Regions from separate parts of the Mus musculus genome. Here all the other regions are linked to region 1. The links are chromatin contacts, called in public HiChIP or PLAC-seq and promoter capture Hi-C maps. All regions are on one chromosome and are shown on one strand. Each heading gives the region's core, a stretch centred on a gene start, on an enhancer-like site or on the middle of the called end of the contact. The rest is flanking DNA. Distances are from core to core; before and after follow the strand shown.

Region 1 (3,522 bases), core at 593-3,092:
CAAAGCTGGAGAGATTCCAGGAAGTTAAGAGCACTTGATACTCCTGAAGAGGACTCGGGCTCAGCTTCCAGTACCTACACGGCAACCCACACCTTCTTTAAAAAAAAAAAAGATTTATTTTTTATTTTATGTATGTGAGTACACTGTCACCGACTTCAGACGCACCAGAAGAGGACATCAAATTCCATTACAGATGGTTGTGAGCCACCATGTGGTTGCTGGGAATTGAACTCAGGACCTATGGAAGAGCAGTCAATGCTCTTAACTGCTGAGCCATCTCTCCAGCCCCCACAAGTCCTTTAATTCCAGATCCGAGTGAATTCAGCATGCATGGAGTGTACTTACATAGATCCGGGAAAAACATTCATATGTATAAAATAAAAATAATTTAAAAAAATAAATAAACTGGGGACTCTCTACAGTGAAAACCTAGCCCCAAAGGTATTAGCATGACCCTGGCAAAGGAGGTCACTGGCCTCCCTTCCCCAGGCTAAGCAGGAACAGCGGGCGGGCGCTAGCTACATCAATATTTGCTCAGTGGAAAGGGAGCAGAGAATAAAGGTAACAGAAATAAAAGCGCCTGGTTGTCAGGGTGATTAATAAACACTGAAAACATGAACAAAGGGGAATGCTCTCCCTTTGGTCCTCTCTCTCCCTATCCCCCAGCCCTTTCCATCCTGCCTATGAAACAACAGCAAAGCAGGGAGCTTGTACAGGGCCACACTGGTCACCAAGCCTTGTCTTCTACATCTTCTCATTCAAATACTGAGCCTCGTGGCAGTCACTAATGTGGGCAGAAAATTCAGTCCTATCTGGCACAGTGAGAAAACAGACAAGAACAGAGCATGGCCTCCAAGCTCCAGAACCACGTGAAGGCAGAGACCAGAACAAAACACTGCACTAGTCTAAGGGTGGAGCTTCAACGAGGCCAAACCAAACCTGCCCAATCCTGTCGGGCTGGCAAGAGGGCAGGTGGGGGAACTTTAGAGGAAGGATTGGTATTTGTTTGCGATCATGTGAACTGCCCATTAAAAATACAGGCAGAGATCCATAAACCCTTGTGCCCTCCCAGTCGCACTCACACCCAAATCCCTAGTCACAGTCACCTGGGTCACAGGCTCCTAGTCGCCAGCTTCCAGGTCATCGGAGGGAGCTGGAGGTGAACCCAGGATTGGAGGCTAGAGAACTGGGAAAAACACACGGGGGAGCAAATGGAAACCGGAGGCACAAGAGAAGATAAGCAGGGAGTTAGAAATGGGGGCTCAGGGGTTGGGCACAAAGGGACGGACGCAGGAAGCAGGTGGCGTGGGGGAAATCGGGCAATGAGGCAGAAAACCAGGAGCACTCAGAAGCGCAGAGAGAGGAGCTGGGGACAGTGGACAGTCCAGGGTGAAAGTCGGGCAATGAATTGGGAGAAGGGTTGATTTTGGAAGTTGGGAAACTGAGGGCGGCAACGGAGAAGAATGCGGTCACCGGATGGGAGTTGGGGACGCCAGGGGATGAAAGGACAGAAGCCGGGAGCACTCAAGGAGGCCAGATAGGAGTTAACGGAGGACATGCCTCAGAGTCGCAGACACGAGGCCGGTCCTAAGCAGGGTCCAGGTGACGACATTCAAGACAGGGGCACCAGGAGGTTTGGGAAAGGGCCGTCAGGCCCCGCCCCCGCCGCGCCGTCACTCACCTCGGCTTACTCAGCACTTCTCAGCCCTCCTACTTCCGCAAACTGACGCGCCCCGCCCACGTGACGACACTACGGCTCTCCACCAATCCACCGAGCCCATGCCGCAGGCAGGCTGTGGCCCCGACCCCAAGCGTGGACCTCGCACGCGGTCAGGCGCCGCCATCTTCTATAACTGCCCAATGGAAGCCGCTTCTGTTGCCAGGGGGCGGTCGGGCTTCTGACTGAAGCCAATTCTGCGTGGCTGATGGGGGCCATGCCTCGGGCGGGCGGAAGTTTCTCGTGAGGGCAGTTTGGCTGACGTGTTGATAAAGGGCAGGAGGCTGTTCCCGGCTCCCTTCGACCTCAAGGAATCCAGGGTGGCTCGGACTCTGAACTTTTCTGTTTCTGGCAACACATGAAGATAATAAGAAAGAAAATCAATAAAGCCACAGGATATAACCGGGAAGAGCCTGCTTTGATGTTGCCAGGTTCTCCCAAACCAAATTGCAAATAAAAATATGGAATTAACGGTTAGGTTGAAATAAGACAAAATAAAAAAAACTTTCAGGTGGGGAGGGAGGTAATACGCGCGCGCATATGTGTGGTGGGTGGTGGCCAACATAGGGTTTCTGTAGACCAAGCTGGCTATGAACTCAGATTGCCTGGTGTGTGCCACAAGCTTTTTTTTTTTTTTTTTTTTTTTTTTTTTTTTTTTGAGATAGGGTCTCCCACTGAATCTGGAGCTCCCCCACTGGGTTAGCCTAGCTGGCTATGGAACTCCAGGAGGCTTCTTGTTTCCTCTTTCCCAGCTTTGAAGTTTAAAACATTTACCTTTTTCCGTGGGTGCTGGGTATCGAACTCAGATCATTGTGACAACTTCACAAGCACTTTTCCTACTGAGGTATCTAACCAGCCCCCGAACAAGCCTAGTGGCAAGTGATAAAACTGTATTTGTTGCCTACCAACTCTACCTCAAGATGCCAGGCAATTCTGGGTGTGGTTATTGCACACGTACAATCTCAACATTTGGATGCTGGATCAGGAGTTCAAACCCAGCCACAACTAGTTCAGTTGAATCCCAACCTGGCACTCTGTCTCTCAATAAATAAATGAATGGATGTCTGGAGGAATCTTAGCACTTTTAGTAGGATTTTACTTGAATGACCTCTGTGAGGCTGAGAAGTAGCTGCGGTTGCGTCTGGGAATAGGTGATTGTCACTGAGAAGACTCAGACCTCATGCCTAACTATCATGGAATTCCAATAGATGGAATTAAAGTGAATAACGCGGGGGCTGGTGAGATGGTTCCTCGGTTAAGACCACTGGCTGTTCTTCCAGAGGTCCTGAGTTCAATTCCAGCAACCACATGGTAGCTCTCAACCATCTGTAATGGGATCTAGTGCCCTCTCCTGGCATGCAGGCATACATGCACACAGAGCACTCATACCATAAATAAATAAATAAATAGATAGATAGATAGATAGATAGGTAAATAGATAAATAAATAAATAAATAAATAAATAAATAAATAAATAGTGAATAAATACATGGTTGGTAATGCTGATTTTAAGGACTGCTGGAGAATAGCCAGGAGCCTGGGTTTGGTGACTCATTTACTTTGGACTAAGCTGCTCTCTTCCCCATCTCCAGTCTACCAGCTTCGGTTGAACCTTTACTTTCTTTTTTTTTTTTTTTTTTTTTTTTAAAGGAATTATTTATTTAATATACATGAGTACACTGTAGCTGACATAAGACACACCAGAAGAGGGCATCAAATCTCATTACAGATGGTTGTGAGCCACCATGTGGTTGCTGGGAATTGAACTCAGGACCTCTGGAAGCGGAGTCAGTGTCCTTAACCGC
Region 2 (3,522 bases), core at 384-2,883, 920 kb before region 1:
GGCAGAAAGGAAGAGACAAGTTTTTGAAACTTTGTAGGCAAGTTTTGAAACTTTTTAGGCAACATTTTGAAACAAGTTAGGCAAAATGTATCCTGGAGTTAAGTCTTACTGATGAGGGAGGCAGAGAGAGAGAGAGAGAGAGAGAGAGAGAGAGAGAGAGAGAGAGAGAGAGAGGTGAGGTGGGCCAAAACTTGGGGTTGCCTCTGGTCAGGCGCCTCTAGAAAGCAGCATTTCATCTCCTGAGTTTATTTTTTCCTGACTCCTAAACTATACAGACTTCTTCAGGCTTTCTCACACATACCAAAGGGGACCCAAGGGGCCATCTTTCCAGGAATACCTAGCACAGGAGGAGCCCCTGAACCCTAGGAAATGGTGGTGGGACTGAATGGATTTATATCTGGATTTCGAACCCTGGGTTAAAACAAAATGATACCAGGTTCAAATCCAGATTCTACCACTTAACTGACCAAGTAACAATCCCCCAGTGCTTCATCTAAGTCAGGTATTTCATCCCGTCCATTTCCCTGGCTGATAGCTGCTGTAACAGACAGGTCGCAGCCACTTGCTGAGGTTATGAACTGAGGTGCCTTTCACAGACACTAGCCAGGGTCCCAGAAGAGCTCAGAAGGGCCTTGTTGATATTTGAAAGGGCTTCTGGGATGGAGAGAGTGGGAAGAGATTTGTAGACCTCTGTGCAGCCATACAAATGACTGCTTGTGGAGAGAACACCTTTTCGTACATCTACTGCATGTGGGAGCGCTGGTGCCTGGAAGTGGACCATGGATGGACAGGACCCCAGTCACCTAATAGGGGCAGCTTGTTAGCACCCGGCTATGGCACACAGGGCCCCCATGTATGAGCGCTATAAAAGACTTCAAGGTTGGCCGTACCCTCCCATTTTACAGATGGAAAGACAAGTCTACCTAGAGGGCCTGAGGGATCCAGGGGTTTTTTGATTCCCCATCCTTTTGTTGTGCAATCCTCCCAAGGGCCACTGGAACACCTACCTACTATATCCGGCTCCGGTTGTGTGCCCAGGTACCGTCCTTGGGCCCGAGAGTCCACCAGCTGGAACCTTTTAGACTGGAGATTCTCTAGGACCTGCTCATAGGTCTTGAGCAGGGAGAGATTCAGTGTGGCTTTGAAAACGGCTGGCTCTGGCCTCGAGGGCTCAGATGTCACCGGGTGGCCCTCCTTCAGCCAGTTCCGGAAGCCACCATTGAGCACTGACACTGTGCGGTGGCCAAACACACGAAACATCCACCAGACTCTGGGTGCATAGAAGCTGCCCAGGTCATCTCCATCGTATACCACCACATGTGTGTCGTTGCTTATGCCCAGGTTGCCCACATAGTCCCCAAAGTGGGCCTCACTGGGCAGCATCATCTCATAAGGCGAAGTCGTGTCCCGGCATTCCTCTATATCAAAGAAGGACGCGCCAGGCACGTGTCGCTCCTGGTACTCTTTGCGTGCCTGGCGGGTCCCGGGTGAGTACCAAGACGCGTCCAGCACCCGAAGGCTGGGCCCCAGGCGGCCAGACCGAATGGATTCCGCCAGCCACTTGGTGGATACCAGCGCCCGGTAGAGCACCTGATGTACCATAGTGTCAGTTCTGCGAGTCACCTGGCGCGGTTGGGAACCAGGAAAGAGACAGGCCTGAGAGGGCTGAGTGCGGTGGGCGGAGCCCAGGGGGCGGGGCTGTTGCTCCCACTACATTTTCCCAGCGTGCAATCGTAACTACACTCAGAGCCAGACTCACAGTGGGAGAGGTTGGCACATTCCCTAGGGAAAGCCTGCTCCACCCCTCCCACTTCCCCGGCGCCCTCCCTTTCTGGTGCCTAGGAGGGCAGGTGGGCGTGGCTAAGAGCTTCGGTGCATTACTATAGCAGCAAATTGGTGGGAGGGGCTGGCTCAGGACTCTGTCTTCAAGAATGGGAAAAACAAACACAAGTCAGAGATGGCCTTCCAGTCGCCTCTCCGGGCGCACTGATTACCCTTCTGCTTTCGTTTCTTGCAGCCAGAGTTCTCTGGCTTCTAGAATGTCCAATTCCGGTGAAAGGGCTCCAGGCACTCTGCCCTGCTTTCGCCAGGACCCAGCTAGCGGCTCCATCCTGGGCGGCTCGCTGCACTCAGTCGCAAAAGTAGCTGGGCTGGCACTCGCCCTTGCGCTCCGAAGAAGCTGGAGGGTTCAAACCAGGAGCCGGGAGGGTTCTCAAGTGGCCCGCACCATTGTACCGCCTCCCATGGGGGTGAGGAGAGAAACCTCTCTCGTAGACAGTCGGGATTCCGAACAGCTTCTGCGTCTTCGCACGGGAGTCTTGTTTGCCCCTCCTCGTATAATACTTCTCATACATAAAGGGGGCTATTTGAAGCTCGAGGTGACACTGGGGCAGCGCGCAACCCGGCTTCATGGCGCCTGCGTCCCCCGCAGTACGGGAAATGGAAGGTGCAACGTCTCGGAGTGGCCCAAACAGTGGGCTGTGCCCAAGTCTCCTCCCTTTGGCTGGCCGCAGGTTGGTGGCGGAAGGAGGGAACCTCTGAGGGCGTGGGGAGGGGGTGACATGGCGGAGCTGGGAAACGGGGAGCGCAAATCCCTGGTATCTGCTACCCAACGCGTCCTACTTGCTTTTCTGTGAGAGAGGGTGCTTCTCCGGGGGTGCATAGCGTGGTATCACGCGGGAGTGGAGGAGGGGATGCAGTCTATGAGAGAAGAGTTTCCAGGGCGCCTCTAATTTGCCTTAGGAAGACTGTCCGTGGCTGCTTGTGGCCGTCTGTGGGTTGGTGTGGGATAAGAGACAGGTGGGTAGCAGTGAGTGGATGGGGTTTGGAAAGACCTGATGCCTCCTGAGAAAGTTGGGGGGGGGGAGCAAGAGAATAAACAAAGCAATTCAGAGGAGCTGTGGTGAGGAGATCTAGCATGCCCCAAGAGGAGAAAGTAACAGAACGGAATAAAAATAAAACTAGCATTTATGAAGCCCGCCTTGCCGAGTGCCTTCACGACCCTGCCGGATTGAGCTGAACTCCCAACAGGAGAAACAGGTAGAGCCAGGAGGTGCCAAGGCACGTAGTGGAAAAGGGACTAATTTCTCACCTGAAGCCCAAAGTGGTGGGAGCTGCCTCGGTTTACCTGTCCATCCTTGAAGCCTTATGCTTAGTAGTAGTAGTAGTCGTCGTTGTCGTCTTGGGCTTCAGTTTTTACCACTTCATTGTAAATTTATATAAATCCCAATAAGCAAGATATCTGGAAATAGAGCATGGCTCCTGCAAACCAGCTGTACACCCCCTCTCTAGTCTATTCTGTTCCCCTGGAATGCTTTTCTCTTGAACTCCCCTCCCTGTTTTTTTGAGCATCTATCCTACCCTGAAATACTGTCACAGTGTGTTGCAAAAATTCACTGTCTAGCATTTTCCCAGCATACTCTGCACCTGGAGCTTGACAGTAGGGAAGAGAAGGTACCAGGAGGGTCTAGTTAGGGAGATGCTCTTCAGTGCCCGAACCCCCACCCCCCATGGGTGGGATAT
Region 3 (3,522 bases), core at 466-2,965, 800 kb after region 1:
ATTCCTCTGTAGAACCTCTACTCTTCAGGTGTCTGTGTCTCCTCCCAACCTGTCTTCTGCTCACACACCCCATGAGGGATATGTCTTCCACCTGAAGAGCCTCAGCTCAGAGCCTCTAAATAGAATCCAGTTATGTGCCAATCAAATCTTTCCAAAAGGCCTCCCGCTGTTGCTCGTGTCCTTGCACCGTCTCCCTTGGACCCTGTCCACTCCCCCCATCCCGCCCCTTCAGCTGCTCCATCTGTGATGTCTTTGCATGCTCAGCTTGTGTTCTGAGCTCTAGCCCCCCTACTGACTTGACAACGTCTCATCTCAGAACCACACCAAACTCAGCATGCTAACGTGGAACTCACACCTTTCTCTTGCTCCATAAACCTACCTGAGCCTGCAAAAAAAAATCTGCAGGGATCTTTGACACACTTCTTCCCATCAGCACTGTCTTTTTATTGTTGTTGTTTTCTCGAGACAGGGTTTCTCTGTGTTGCCCTGGCTGTCCTGGAATTCACTCTGTAGACCAGGCTAGCCCCGAACTCAGAAATTCGCCTGCCTCTGACTCCTAAGTGCTGGGATTAAAGGCATGTGCCACCACACTGGCCCATCAGCACTGTCTTAGGCCATTTCCTGTTGCTTTAATAAAATGCTTGATACTGGGGGGCTGGAGAGATGGCTCATCGGCTAAGAGCACTGACTGCTCTTCCAGAAGTCCCGAGTTCAAATCCCAACAGCCACATGGTGCCTCACAACCGTTTCTAATGGGACCTATGGGATCTGGTGTGTGAAGACAGTTATAGTGTACTCATACATAAATACACAAATCTTTTAAAAAAATTGATACTGGATTATTTATTCATTTAATGAAACAGGGTGTCATATAGTAGTCCATGCTGGTATCAAACTTCTGGTCCTCCTGTCTCTTCTTGTTGTTGTTTTTGTTTTTTTTTTTCAAGACAGGGTTTCTCTGTATAGCCCTGGCTGTCCTGGAACTCACTCTGTAGACCAGAAATCCGCCTGCCTCTGCCTCCCAAGTGCTGGGATTAAAGGCGTGTGTCACCACGCTCGGCTCCTCCTGTCTCTTCTTAAGGGATGGGATTACAGGACTCAAATTTATAATCCCCCTGCCTCAGTCTCCTAAACTCTGGGATTACAGTTGTGACTCTCCAAATCGAGCTTCCGCACCGTGCTTCTAGAACAAACAGACTCTTCCTTTGGGCACTGGCCAGTCACGCCAAGTGGCCTGCAATTACATTGCCAGCTAACACTACACTCCCATGTTACCGTCCATAAATTTAACTTCTGAGAATTTACAACTACTCGGAATTGCAGTCTTCTCCAAATCTAACTTCAGCTAGTTTGGCATTGGGGTGGCCTCCATTATAAGATCAGGCAGTCAGTCACCCACTACTCTTGTAAACTGAATCATTCGTTCTCTCTTGCTCCCTCCTCGCTAAGCCGCTTTAAATAGGATCTCAGGATCTCCATCGGGGTGAAAAAAAAATCCGGGAGAAAGCACACCCATAAAGACCCCAGGAAACAAGAAAGTCGAAGAAAGTAGGCTGATGGGGTTGGGGGTGGGGTGGGGGCAAGAGCCGCGCTTGCTCAAGGCGCCTCTGCTGCGCCTCCTCCGCTCCGCCGGGGGCGCTGTGGATAAGCTCCGCGGCAGCCCGAGCCGCTCTAGCCCCTCATCCCGCCACTCCGAGAGCCTGGCGCGCCGCGGGGTCCTCCAAGATGGCGGCGCAGAGGAGGAGCCTGCTCCAGAGTGTGAGGAAACCGACCCGCTCTCCGGGCTGGGAGGGTTGGGAGCTCGGGTGTGTCCTCGGGTGCAGGAACTGTTGTCTTTAGATGGCAGAGCATGGCCCTCTCGCCCCAGAGGCCTTTGGGGGCTTGCAGCGCGCGAGACCCACAGCCGGCTGGCGCCGCGCCTGTTCTGCGCGTGCGCGTCGCAGGCTGGGGCCTCTAGGGGGTCAAGGGCGCCGGGGTCCTGCGGAGTGGGAGCGTCCTCGAGCCGGAAGGGGACGTGGCGCCGCCGAGCGGGCCATCCGGAGCGTGGACACGACTAATAATAAATAGCCCCCCGCTTGTGTAAGGCGTGCTGTATCTCTGGCATTGTGTGGACCGCCTCGCGTTTATAAGCTTCGCCAGCAGCACCGGAGAATAGTTAGCGACTAAAAGTTTTTACAGACGAGGAAACCGAGGTCAGGCAGCTGGTGAGCGGCAGAGGCAGAGGCAGGATTAAAATAGTCTGGTTCCAGAAACACCCCTAAGGTTTAGGCTCCTCAAGTGAGGGCGTAGGGTTTTACTTCTGCCTCCCAGTTCACCGGGTCCCGTTGAAGGTTGGCTCCAGGCACCCCGACCTGGTCATCTGGACCTCCACGGTTTGATGTAGTCTACCCGTCCCTGCATCTTTCTCACATATGTGCAGTTACACATGTATGTATGTTAGCTCAGAGTACTGTTTGGATCTGCCAGGACAGGGCGGGGATCCCTTGGCCTTCCTTACCGTGGCACTCTGTAGGAGTTGCCTCTGGATGTCTGCTTCCTTGAAGACCAGCGCCTCTTAGCATGTTGACTTCACCACCCTACCACCCTTGCATGCTAGGTGCTTGGTCAGTGTCTGTCACAGAATGAGGAAATTGGTCAGGAACTAGGTCTTGGCTTTTCAAGGGTGGGGGGAAGTAGCTTGCCTGGCCTAGAGGATCTGAAGCCAGAGGGAGACGTGGGGGAAGAGAGAGATGGCTTTCCCTTCACTATTGTGTGCCTGCTCGGGCCTTTTGTAAAACCCTGGGAGTAAAGAGGTCTGGCTCTCTGTTTTGTAAGGTCCCAGAGGGCAAGGCCCTTGTATAAATGTCCCCATTGTAGAAAGCGTCTGGGGAACACTGATATGATTGTGACCTTGAGAGAAAGAGGGGCTGGGAAAAAAATAGTGACTGATGCCGACTGAGTTGGCTTGCTAACAAGAGAAAGGTCGACTGGGTCAAGTATCTTCTGTCTCTTCCTTGTGATGGGACCCAAAGAACACCAGTTAGGGCAGAGTGTAGGCTTTTCCCAGCACACAGAGAATGTGTTCTCTGTGTATGCTGGCGGACTTTAAAAAGGGGGAGGGAGGGCCGGCTTTAACCCGTAGTGTCTTGATGCTAGGGAAGGAACAGGAAAAGATAACTGTGTAAGGCCCCTTCCATCCTCAGGATGAAAGGACATACCTACTGAGAGGAATCCCGGTGTCCCAGCCGGGCAGGGTGCAGGGCTTGCTGACCTGTCCTTCGTCCTGTGTCTGGTGAGAGCAGCTCCAATATCTGTGTTCTGCAAATGACCTTGAAAGCTGCTAGTCTGGGCCTCTTGGGAAGATGAAAGGGCAGCAGGGGAAGAGGAGCGTGAGCCCCAGCACCGTGGCTAAGGCATAGTCAGCGTGGACTTCCATAGGGAACCCTGGACAGGCCGCAGAGAACTGCAGGGGATTCAGGGGTGTTAAGTCTCAAACCCAGAAAAATAGCTGAGGTCTCAACACATCAAAGTGAGCCTGGTTGT
Region 4 (3,522 bases), core at 589-3,088, 690 kb after region 1:
CTTCTGCAGGCGTGCGCTCCGCATCCTGCTTGCGGGGAAGAGAAGTGCTTCCTCTCGTAGGGTGCCGGCGCAGGTACTGCTGGGCCTCAGACACACACCGCCCCGGGGGCTAGATTCCTTCAGACCAACACCCCCCCCCCCGCGCGCGCGCCCCACCTCCAGTCCTGTCTCTACTCCAAGCGTCTGAACCTACCGTCTGTCTGTCTGCCTGTCTCTCTAGTGTCTCCGTCTCTCTTTCTCTGGACCCCTTGCGCCAAGATACAAGGTGCTTTTGGATCGTCCAGCATGACCCCAAGGTGCCCACTCTAGACCAGTGCAGAAGCTAGGGTGGGACCAAAACCCTTGCCAAAGATCTCTGGATATCCTGAGTTCGAAGGCACATACTTCTAGGGCAGGCCGGGTCCTGGGCAGAACCAAAGCCCAGGCTGGTTCTGAGGAGGACACAGGAGGTCTCGATGCCTTAGACACCCTAGATATCACCTCACCTTTTCCCCTTAACCGGGAAGCTTAAGATCTCTAGCTCCTGAGGCAGGGGGCAGGGCAGCACACACCTTCTAGGACACTAAAAGCTTTAGGGATCTAGATTGGTCCACTGGAAAGAAACCCACCGCTGCCTCCTCCCCAGGAGCCCAGCACCCCGGACCTGGCCTCCCAGCCCTTGGGGCCACCCAGTGCCCGGCGCCTGACTCACGCGCTGCAAGGCTCCAAAGTTCACTGCAGGGAGAGGAGGGGGCGGCCAGGCGTGGGGGCTGGGACAACCAGGGAAGGATCCAGCCCTAGCCGCCGTCGCAACTCACCTCGGCGCTGACCAGACGCAGGTAGCAGCAGAGAGGAAGGAAGAGCGCCCAGCAGCGATTCATGCCGACTCCGGGCCCGGCCCCGCGGGGCCCCGGACGCGTAGACGGAGCGCGCCGCCCCCGCGGCCAGGGTTGGGGGCTGGGGAGGAGGGTGGGCTCCGCTCGGGTCCCCCGCGATCAGGCGATCAGGCCGCTGCAGCCGCCGCCGCGGCTCACCCGCATGGCCCCCGGGCGCCGCCGCCCCCGGCCCCGGCTCCGTCGCTGGGGGGCTGGGGAGGACCTGGACAAGGGACCGGGGTCCAAAGCCGCTACCTGGGCGGATCCCGAGCCCACGCGAGCATCCACAGTCTGGGGGCTGCGTCGCGAACCAGCCAAGGCGTCTAGCCGTGTGGGGGCGCGCAGGGGACTCCAACCTCAGAGAGGAAAAGGAACACGGCAGCCGATGGTTCGTCTTCACTCGCCCGCTAAAGGCGTGTTCCTCTGCCTGCTGGCTTAGCTTTTTTGCAACATTTTCTGGAACGGACCCCCAGATCAGAAAGCGCAGAGCTGGGGACCTCCAAGCCCAAGTCTCCAAAAAAAAACTTTTTCCAAAGTTGGCTTTGCAGCGGCGGCCCGAACACCCGGGCAGGGAGAGGTGCAAACTCCCGCCCGGGCCGGGTGGCGGGGCGGGAGCGTGTGCGCCCTGGCGCAGGGCCCAAGCGGCGGGCACGGCTGCTCCGAGAGCGCGGCGCGCCCACTGCGCGCTGGGCTGGTCCGGGCCGACAGGTGGACGCGGCTCGGGTCAGTCTGTCTATCTACCCACTCGCTCGCCACTCTGGGCTTCCTCTGCGGGTTTCGAGCTGCGGCTGCTCCGGCTTTCTCGTTGCAACGAAGCTAGAGGGTGGGCTTTTTTTTTTTTTCCTCCTTTCCCTTTTGCGCGTGTGTGTATGTGTGTGTGCGCAAAATATCTCTCTGGAGAAAGATGGGCGCTGGCGGCCGGAGGGAAGCCCTCAGGGAGGCAGCGGGGGAGGCAGGCAGGCTGCTCCCGGCTGCAGGAGAAGTTGCCACCCTTCAGCTGTTCCGGCCTTTATAAAGGAGAAGGGAGAGTGCAAGAGGTGGGTGGAGACAGCCTTTCCTCTCCTGGCCCGGAGTCAGCGCCGGGAGGGGGCAGGAACCAAGGGAGGTCCTCAGGCAAAGACTGCTGCTTGAGGGGTCTCTGAGAACTACGCAGCCCCTGTGACTGTGAATCTAGCCTCTTGGCAGGAACTGAAGGTGAACTGCGGCCCCACCCATTAGCACAGTGTTTAGGGGCCTGTCTGCAGGGCCAGGACCAAGGCCAGGAGTGTGGCCCCTGAACCCCAGAACCAGACATCTGCAACCTGGCAGCTTAGATTCCATTGAGTCTAATTAAATAGCTGGGTCACCTTGGGCACGTCACTTTCCTTCTGTGATTCACCCTACATTCTCTAAGTGGGGGACAAAGTGTGTGGATTAAATGTCAGAATGATCAGAAAACATCCAGCCACACACCAGCCCCAAGGTTGAAGCTCTAAACCCACAGCCAGCGGGAACCCTTCAGCTACAAACTGGGTCTGCCTCTCCTTGCTTGTCGCCTGGCACACAGCATGCGCTGCCATGCCAGCATAAGCTGAATTTGAGTCTGTTGAACTGCAAAGTCACTCAACCCACCCCACCCCCAGCCCTGCACCATCCTCCCAAGGACTGCCACCAAGATGCTGCCTTCAAGTCACCAGGGTGTTTACTACCCCTCTCTGCCCCCCACCCAGTTCCAGGCCCAGAGGCTACCCACCCACACCAGCACTCTCACAGTTAACACCTTCCACCCCCAGCTCAGGGAACTGCTGTGTCCCTGCCTTCAGCAGTCACACTGTCACAGTGACACAGTCACACGCAAGCACGCTTGCCAGCCCAGCACCCACCACAAGACCGGCAGGCTCACTGCAATGCCTCCTGCCTTTAGGGCACCTTGCCCTCATCCACTTCTGCTGCCTGTCATCTCCACTTGGTCTGTATCCCCATATCCACTGAATGGTGCTGTTGCCTCTCATGGCCCTGGATGAGGTGGTACTGATAAGGAAGAACCTCTCGGGCCTCTTTACACGTGGCTCCAGGTACCCCATTTTTCCAAATGACTAGCTAGCAGAGTGGCTGGGAGGTAGCCTGGAGCAGGTGACCTCTAAGGTAGGTTAAGCTCACCAATGGTACCTTGATTTCCTCTTCTGTAACTCGGAGACATAACCGGAGGAGAAGAAGAATTGCAGAGGATCGTGGGAAAATGAGAGGGGGCTGGCAATGTTTGCCATCTCTGTGACAGTGGGCTCCATAGGTTGGGTTGGGGGTCTGGGGAGACCCCCATTTGGTAAAATGCTTAGAAGAGGAGCTGAGTCCAGTCCCAGAACTCATCTAAACAGGCATCGGGAAGGTAGAGACTAGCACTTGCCGCCCGCCCAGACAGTCTAGACCAATCTGTGAGCTTCAGGCCAATGAGAGACACTATCTCAAAAGACATTGACAGTGTTTCTAAGGGTGACACTGGAGGTTTTCCAGTCACCTGAACACACGCGCAGGCATGCACACACACCACACACATATACATGAACTTGGTTTTAAACTGATACGTGCAGTACCTTGATGCAGTGAAAGGGGTTTGCCCTCCTCACAGAGTGGCAGGAAGCATACAAAAGAGACTCCTCCCTAGGACCATCATCCAGGACAGACAGATATG
Region 5 (3,522 bases), core at 356-2,855, 600 kb after region 1:
TCCAGCACCATGCACTGGATGAAATATCAACATGGGAGAGCTTTGAGTTCCTCTTCTCTGATCCACCTTGCCAAAGAGTCCCCCCCAGCACCACGCAGTGGACAGCTCTTTATGAAAAGCCTTTGTCCACCAAAGGCATCCACCTTTCCTTTCTCCTGCATCCTTCGTTCATCCTGCATCCTTGTCCTCTGCCAGAAAGCCAGTTCTGAGAGAGAAAAGGGAGCCTTGAGCTCTAGAGTACACTGCCGCCTCGGTAGAGATTTGGGAGTGCTGAGTTGAGCGAATGAGTCCCCTGTCTGACCCACCTCTCTGTTCCTTGTTAGAGGAGATGATGTCTATACCCGCTTCAGTCTAGTACCGAGAAACAGCAAGGAAAGAAAGCAGCCCTAATCAATAGATCGCCAAGCTCCAAGCCACCTACCTTGGGCCCACCGGAACCCGTGCTGAGGATGCTACAGCAGACACTCTCATGCCTGCACTTAAGCCAAATGGAAAAAAGGTGGCTTCAGGAGCCTCCGAAACAGATGGCAAGGAGAAAAGGAGAGGGGACCCTCCCTTAGATCCAGGACAGGAACTCTTTTCATTGCATATGGCCAGCTCCAAGTTCACTCTGGGAAGAGCCCATCAGCAAGCACGTGCACAAAGATCGCAGACTTGAGGTCTGGACAGGAAACTGCAGGTTGAGGTGTGCGGCCCTAAGCGCGGCAAAACCACCTCCTTAAATCTCAGGGTGTGTGTGTGTGTGTGTGTGTGTGTGTGTGTGTGTGTGTGTGTGTGTGTGTGTGTGTGTAAGTGTAAGGCCTTGGCAGAGGTGGGAGGAGCTTTGAGGATGTCCCAACAACAGTGGCCCAGGCTTCAGGGCAGCAGCACCCGGCTGGAAGGTTGGGGGAGGGGAGGAATGGGAGCGGAGAAGAAAGGTGTGCCCTGGGGGGTTGGGATCGGGAAGGTCAAAGTCCAATAAGAAAACTTCAGAGGCCACAGGAGACTTTCCTAAAGCTCTGCGGCCAACTTCAAAGGACTTGGTACTAAATATCCAGAGAGCCGAGTTCGAGACTCACTTTGACTCTAACGCACTGGCAAGTTGCTTCATCAACTTGAGCTTTAGTCTCCTCGAAAGTGAGCGTAAAGGGAACGAGACGGAATAGAACTCAGGATCTCTAGTCCTATCTTCATCTCCATCCCAGGTGGCCTCGGATGCACCAACATCCGAGGGCAACAACTTTAACTCTACTGGCCCTACATAGTGGTGGGGAAAGTGAGGAACAGGATGTGGAGACCCGCCAGGCAGCCCAGGGTCCCCAGGTCACCCCTGCACCACTTTCTGCTCTGCCCAACCTGGAGTGGGCGGTGCTGAGGAGCGGGAGGCAACCTCGCCCTGTCCCGGGAGCCGCCCCCGAGCAGCCTCACCTTCCGCACGCGCTTCTTCCGGATGCTCTCCACCGCAAACACCTGCTCGCCTATGGCTGACAGCTCCATGCGGGGCGGCGGGCGAGTGGGCCCAGGACCGGACCGGGCTGGGCCGGGGGTGGAGCTGCGGGGCCGCGGCGGCTGCGCGCGATGCTCGGGACGGCGGGGACCCCGTCAGGCTCGTCCGGGCGCGCACGCGCACGCGCGCACACCCCCTAGTGTTCCCTCACGCCGCCGACGTTCCATTTTTGAACCTGCGCAACGTTTTCCCCAGCGCCAGAGAGCGGGTGCGCGCGCGCGTGCCTCTGAAAGCGCCCAGAGGGTCAGCTCCGCCCCCTCGCTGCCGGAGCCACGCCCTACTCCTTAACCCCGCCTGCTGACCAAATTGGGCAGCTGGCAGCAGGTCTGATGCTCCTGGCAGTCTAAGGTCCATCCCATCTCTCAGTTCGGCTTCTGGGCTGGACGTGATCAGTCTTCCCAAGTCCCCCTAAAGACTGAGAAGGTCCGAAATGAAGTGGCCTTAAAGCCGAGATTAGCAAGCAAGTAATCTCAGTATTTAGACAGCTGAGGCAGGAAGATCAGGAGTTCAAGGCCAACCTTAGCTATGTAAGACCCTGTCACAAATAAATACATTGAAACAAGGATTGGAGAGATAGCACTTCTGCTCTTTCAGAGGACCTGGGTTGGTTCCCACCTCCAACATTATGGTTCACAACTGTGGCTCCATGGAATTCCATACTATCCTCTGATGTACTCATACACAGTGTGCACATACGTACACGCAGGCTAACAACCACTCATACACATAAGTATTTATTCAGAAATAAGACAAAACCTTTAAAGTTGGAGGTAGTACTTTATGCCTTTAATCCCAGCACTCGGGAGGTAGAGCCAGGCATATCATTATGAGTTCGAGGCCACTTTGTTCAAAACAGTGAATTTTAGGACAGCCAGTTTCCTTTCCTACAAAGGAGACAAGGTCCGGCCGGGTCCGCGCGGCAGGAGGGACAGACAGCAAAGCTTTCCACCCGGAGTACGTAGTCTAAGCAGGCCTGAACAGGTGCCTCTGAGTCCCCCGCTCCAAGCACGCTTCCACCCATCAACCCAAACCAGTCTTAGTAGGTGATGCGAAAACGCACCGCGAGCGCCCTTCCCTGAGGGACCAGGCTAGGCGCTGCTAACACCTCGTCGCAGGTGGAGACCCACTTTTGCCGTCTGCAGATCCCACAACAGCCTGGACTCCAGTGGTTTTTCCACCTCGCCCTTGGTTTGCTGACCGTTTGCCTCAACTAAATGTGGAAGGAAAAAAGTCCTCACCCCGGAGCCAGCACCAAGCCTTTTCAGTTTTCGGCATTGTTGAGGACAGGTCCGAGTCGTCCCCAACTCCTCCCATTTCCTCCTAATTCCTGCTGTTCTGACCTTCTGGAGGAGACTCAGGGCTTCCCCCTCAACATCACCACCCCCCACAGCCTGGATTCTTAGCAACAATCCCCTCCCCCACGGGGCCCAGTGATCGCAGTGCGCTTTCTACCACCAGACCCGACCGAGTCACTCAGTGCTTAGAAGCATTCTGGGGTTCCCTATTCTTAGAATAAACTCTAAGCACCTATGTCTGGCGAAGAAAAAAAAGAGAAAAAGAATGTTACATTGGCACCTGAGCTTTTTTTTTTTTTTTTTCAAATCAAGTGCAAAGGAAGCCAGAAGGCAGGGGATGACATGTCCCTGTCCCCAGAGAAAATTACCACCATCCGAGAACTATAATATTCCATGGAAACATCTACTAAGAACAAATGTACAATGAAGATATTTACGAATACAGACCCTAGAAATTCCCCTATCCCTAAGGGGAATTCCAACCCAAGAACAAGACAAGCAGGGCTCAGGGAAGTCTGGGGGTGGGGCGGAGGACAGAGGGGTCTGAGGTCTGATGCAATGAGGAAGAGACGATGAAAACGCTGGTGGCAAAAAAAAAAAAAAAGGCAGAAACCGCGTCCCCCCCCCCGACCCCCACCACAAAAAAAGATGGGAAATTAACAAGAGGCAGAGTAACCCCAGCGAGCGGAGTTCAAGTATTCTAATATCCTTACACACACCCCGGAGCAAAATAAAAAAATC
Region 6 (3,522 bases), core at 449-2,948, 530 kb before region 1:
CTCAGGTGGCCAGGCTTGCTTCTTTATCCACTAAGCCATCTCATTTATTCTTGAACGTTTACATGAGAAACTAGCCATACCATTCATAAAGATGATTAGAGAGAGAGAGTCATGTTAAGCACATGGACTCTGAACTCTGGGGCCCTGGGTAAACTTCTGCAGTTGGTGCCTCAGTTTCTTCATCTGTCCAATGGGTATAGTGAAAACAGACACCACCACCCCCAGTGCAGTTGGGGTAAGAAAATTCTGCTCTGGTGGCAAGGATGGGGCACCCACTGAGATTGCTCACCAAGGATCATGGAGCAGCGTTGGGCAGGTTCCTGGCCAGTGAGCAGCGTGAAGTGTTCTGGGTAGTAGAATTCCAGGGCTTCCAGGAAGGCCTCGAAGCCCCTCTTGCCCCGGCAGCGTAAAATGTCTATGAGGCGCCCTGAGGGTAAAGGTTGTGACAGGGGTCAGGATGAGGTCTTCCCCCAGTGCCCCTGCTCTCCACCCCGACAATGCTCCAGGGCCTACGTTCCCCAGATTTTTGGGCTGTGACACACACCGGGGCCTGTCCCAACACATCAGGGAGCAAAGCTCAGTCTGCCCTGGCTAGGAACACCAGACCCTCCCCAGAGCACCTGCACTGGAGCAGGTCCCCAGCAACCCCTACACACACACACACACACACACACACACACACACACACACACACACACACACACACACGTTACGCATGCCCGGGGGCATCGGATGCCTGCGTTTCCCAGGCAAAATGCTCTCATTGACTTAAGTTCCCTGATACTTTTAGTCCCTCTGACAGTCCTGGTACAAAGACGCCCAGTGGGAGAGGAGCCTCGGAGAACTGAGCCCGGATTTGAGCTCTTGAGAAAAACTGATTCTTTAAGGGATACACAAATGGGACAGAGAGAACCAGAGAGGTCAAAGAGCACAGTAAAGATCCCACAGGGGTCGCCATCGGCACCGGCAACCACATCCAGCTGTCTGCTCTGGAGCGGGCCTAGGAAGGGAGAGGAAACCCCTGGCGGCGGGCTCACCGGTACGGTTAGCGCGGCACGGGAAACGGTAGGTGCTGAGCACCTCCTCCTCGTCCTGTTCGTCCAGGACGCGGCACTGGCGCAGATACGGCGTGAGCTTGGCCGGATTCAGGGCGCGCGTCAGTCGGTGCCGGACGCCCTCGATCCGCTCCCACAGCGCGTCCTCTTCGGCCTCCGACCCCGAACCCGCCCCAGCCTCCTCGTCAGCCTCGCCCGCGTCCGCCCGGCCCTGCATGGCCGCGTCCTCCGAGCCTGCGGGCGACAAGCACGGTGGGCACGGAGCCGCGGTCACCGCACCTGGGCGTCGCCCGCGGGTCCCGGCGCTGTCGGGCTCCGTCTTCCCGGGATCCCAAGCTGCTCTGCCTGCACCCTCCCGGGTCCCCGAGAGGTCACGCCCGCGTCCTCCCGGGCGTCCCGTCGGCGTCCTTTCACGTCCCCACGCTGCTGTCCCGCCCGTGTCCTCCCCGCACTCACCACGGGCGCTGCAGCTGCCCTGAGCTCCCGGCTCTGTGCTCGGCCGACGGCTCCGGAGGCGCGACGGGGCGGTGCCTTCGGGGTCATTGGCTCCGCCCCCAGCCCGGCGGCCTCCCGGGCCACCCAACATTGCCCGCGACCCGCTGCGCTCCGGTCGTCCTCCCGGCCGCTCTGCGGGCCAGCCGCGCCTCCCCACCCCCCACCCCCGCTTCCTGTTTCCCGCCGGCTCTCCGGGCCAGTCCTGGCGGGGTCCGCACGGCCCTCCCACACCTGCCCGGCCCCCGACGGGGCGGAGCCGCCACGCGCGCGCCCACACCCCGCGCGCCACCGCCAGGGCCACTGCCGCCGCTGCTGCTCACCTTGTCCCCCACCATGAGCACAACACCAGCCTGCACCCTCTACAAGCCCGACTCCCGGTGCAGCTGGCCACCCGGAACCCTGAACGCGACAAGTGTCCGCTCCACTAGCCACACACGCCCTGAAGTCAACAGGTCACACCAACTTAGCGAGCTCTGGGCTCGGACCTCATATACAGAGCCCCATCATTCCCACTTAAACTCGCATGGTAGGTATATTCACTCTGCTGAAAGTCACATAATACATATCTGTCTTTCAGGAAATATCTGCAAAGTGTGGGACAGGGCCTCAGAAGCTAGCAGAACTTTCACACGTGTCCATGTTCTGGGATAATGGCCTTACAAGTGTTGAGCAGGACTTCGACCGGAGACAGACTACTCACGTGCCTCTCCCTCCCACAAACACCCTGTGCCTAGGCACTTGAAAGCCCCGGTCAGCTGTGAGTCTCTCTCTGTGTGTGTCTCAGCTTTGCATTCATTTGCATCCTGTTCCCAGCTAGGCCTCTTATCTGCCGGTGACCTGGACAATTGCCCCTCCACAGTCTCAGTGTTCCCGAACACGCTGCCAAGAGCTCACATCTTTCACCAAGCCCAGGACAGCCTGTGTGGGCAGCAGAGGGGAGGGGTCATGGGCACCTTTCCAAAGAAGGGAGTCAGTCCCTGCAAGTGTCCAGACTGACTGCACTTTCATTCCTGAGTCAAGTTGATGGCACACGGGGACCAGGATGCTTGCATTTCTAAATGGCCGTTCCTGCGGGGTGGGAGGGAGTGTGGTTAAAATCAATTACATTTGAAAAGGCAGCGTCAAAACTCCCTTCTGCCTTGGAGACTAATACTCCCACAATAAGGTCCTGTAGTCACATGCTAGAAGCTCTCTGGGCACTGGAAAGTGCCCTCGGGGTGGCGAGAACAGGGTTAAGAGGACACAGAGGATCTGGAAAGATGTGTAGGTCCCCAAAGCCACCCATACTTTCCGAATTAGATGCATCACTCACCCAAGGAAACAAGGTTGACCACAACCCCTGAACAGCCCCTGCAGTAAAGAAACTAGTTTACCTACATAACCTAGTTCCTTTCCCAGCCTTGAAGAACCACAGACTTTTGCTGACTTGGTTTTGTTTGGAGTATCACCAGTTCACCTGCAGAAGCAGCTCTGTAGAAAGGACTGAATTCTAATGCAAACCTATCCCTTTACAAAGGAGGAAGCAGGGGCCCAGAGAGAGCAAGAACTTGCCACACACTGGATCCGCCCTGGCCTCTCTCCCCTCCCCAGGCTCGGTTCACACTAGGCTCCCTCCCAAGGATCGCCTCTCCTCTGCTGACCCTGATACCCTGACTCTGGCTCTCACAGGGAGCAGCTCCTCCCTCAAAGAGCCGCTCCACCCTACCGCAGCCCTGTGAATATTTTTTCTTGGCCGGGATAATGGGAAGGAAACCCTGGAAAATGAGTCTTTAGTTAATTATTCTCTCATCAGAGGCAAAACCAGGGCCAGGAATCTGGCACTGAAACTAGGAATTAGCTTGTAAGCTAACAGACTTTGGGGGGGGGGGGGGGGGGCGTGGTGTCACAGAGTCACAGCAGGTCCCAGAGCCTGCTCTTAAAGAAGCTATAGAGATCCTGAAACACCTCACATGTGCACACGTGGTCATACACT

Evidence for each region. HiChIP or PLAC-seq counts read pairs in DNA pulled down with a chosen protein or histone mark. Capture Hi-C pulls out chosen DNA fragments and counts their contacts.
Region 2: a contact with region 1 is called in a FOXA1 HiChIP or PLAC-seq map of pancreatic cancer cells. The contact joins the promoter of Tst here to the promoter of Pla2g6 in region 1. A contact is called at or near these places in 2 of 39 promoter capture datasets (erythroid cells and liver), 1 of 484 Hi-C or Micro-C datasets (the G1E-ER4 cell line) and 1 of 115 datasets of contacts at active chromatin or transcription factors (pancreatic cancer cells).
Region 3: a contact with region 1 is called in an H3K27ac HiChIP or PLAC-seq map of extraembryonic endoderm stem cells, with 5 times the contacts expected there. The contact joins the promoter of Tab1 here to the promoter of Pla2g6 in region 1. A contact is called at or near these places in 3 of 39 promoter capture datasets (the C10 cell line, liver and pre-B cells) and 1 of 115 datasets of contacts at active chromatin or transcription factors (extraembryonic endoderm stem cells).
Region 4: a contact with region 1 is called in a promoter capture Hi-C map of pancreatic islet. The contact joins the promoter of Pdgfb here to the promoter of Pla2g6 in region 1. A contact is called at or near these places in 2 of 115 datasets of contacts at active chromatin or transcription factors (double positive thymocytes and pancreatic cancer cells) and 1 of 9 other capture datasets (pancreatic islet).
Region 5: a contact with region 1 is called in a FOXA1 HiChIP or PLAC-seq map of pancreatic cancer cells. The contact joins the promoter of Cbx7 here to the promoter of Pla2g6 in region 1. A contact is called at or near these places in 2 of 115 datasets of contacts at active chromatin or transcription factors (double positive thymocytes and pancreatic cancer cells).
Region 6: a contact with region 1 is called in a FOXA1 HiChIP or PLAC-seq map of pancreatic cancer cells. The contact joins the promoter of Card10 here to the promoter of Pla2g6 in region 1. A contact is called at or near these places in 1 of 115 datasets of contacts at active chromatin or transcription factors (pancreatic cancer cells) and 2 of 9 other capture datasets (adipose tissue and pancreatic islet).

What each region holds. Positions count from the first base shown.
Region 1 is chr15:79,326,529-79,330,050 of GRCm38.p6, forward strand. Pla2g6 (phospholipase A2, group VI) reads right to left here and starts at 1,843. Exons shown (of 17, transcript NM_001199023.1): 1 at 1,107-1,843.
Region 2 is chr15:78,404,232-78,407,753 of GRCm38.p6, forward strand. It overlaps Tst (thiosulfate sulfurtransferase, mitochondrial), which reads right to left and starts at 1,634. Exons shown (of 2, transcript NM_009437.5): 1 at 1,008-1,634. The coding sequence starts at 1,602. Mpst (mercaptopyruvate sulfurtransferase) reads left to right here and starts at 2,481. Exons shown (of 3, transcript NM_001162493.1): 1 at 2,481-2,513.
Region 3 is chr15:80,131,431-80,134,952 of GRCm38.p6, forward strand. Tab1 (TGF-beta activated kinase 1/MAP3K7 binding protein 1) reads left to right here and starts at 1,716. Exons shown (of 11, transcript NM_025609.3): 1 at 1,716-1,758. The coding sequence starts at 1,726. It overlaps Gm31253 (a long non-coding RNA gene), which reads right to left. Exons shown (of 3, transcript XR_384256.4): 1 at 3,198-3,522.
Region 4 is chr15:80,013,139-80,016,660 of GRCm38.p6, forward strand. It overlaps Pdgfb (platelet derived growth factor, B polypeptide), which reads right to left and starts at 1,839. Exons shown (of 7, transcript NM_011057.4): 1 at 798-1,839. The coding sequence starts at 860.
Region 5 is chr15:79,931,041-79,934,562 of GRCm38.p6, forward strand. Cbx7 (chromobox 7) reads right to left here and starts at 1,606. Exons shown (of 7, transcript NM_144811.3): 1 at 1,408-1,606. The coding sequence starts at 1,476.
Region 6 is chr15:78,801,344-78,804,865 of GRCm38.p6, forward strand. Card10 (caspase recruitment domain family, member 10) reads right to left here and starts at 1,699. Exons shown (of 21, transcript NM_130859.2): 1 at 1,512-1,699; 2 at 1,038-1,289; 3 at 290-427. The coding sequence starts at 1,641.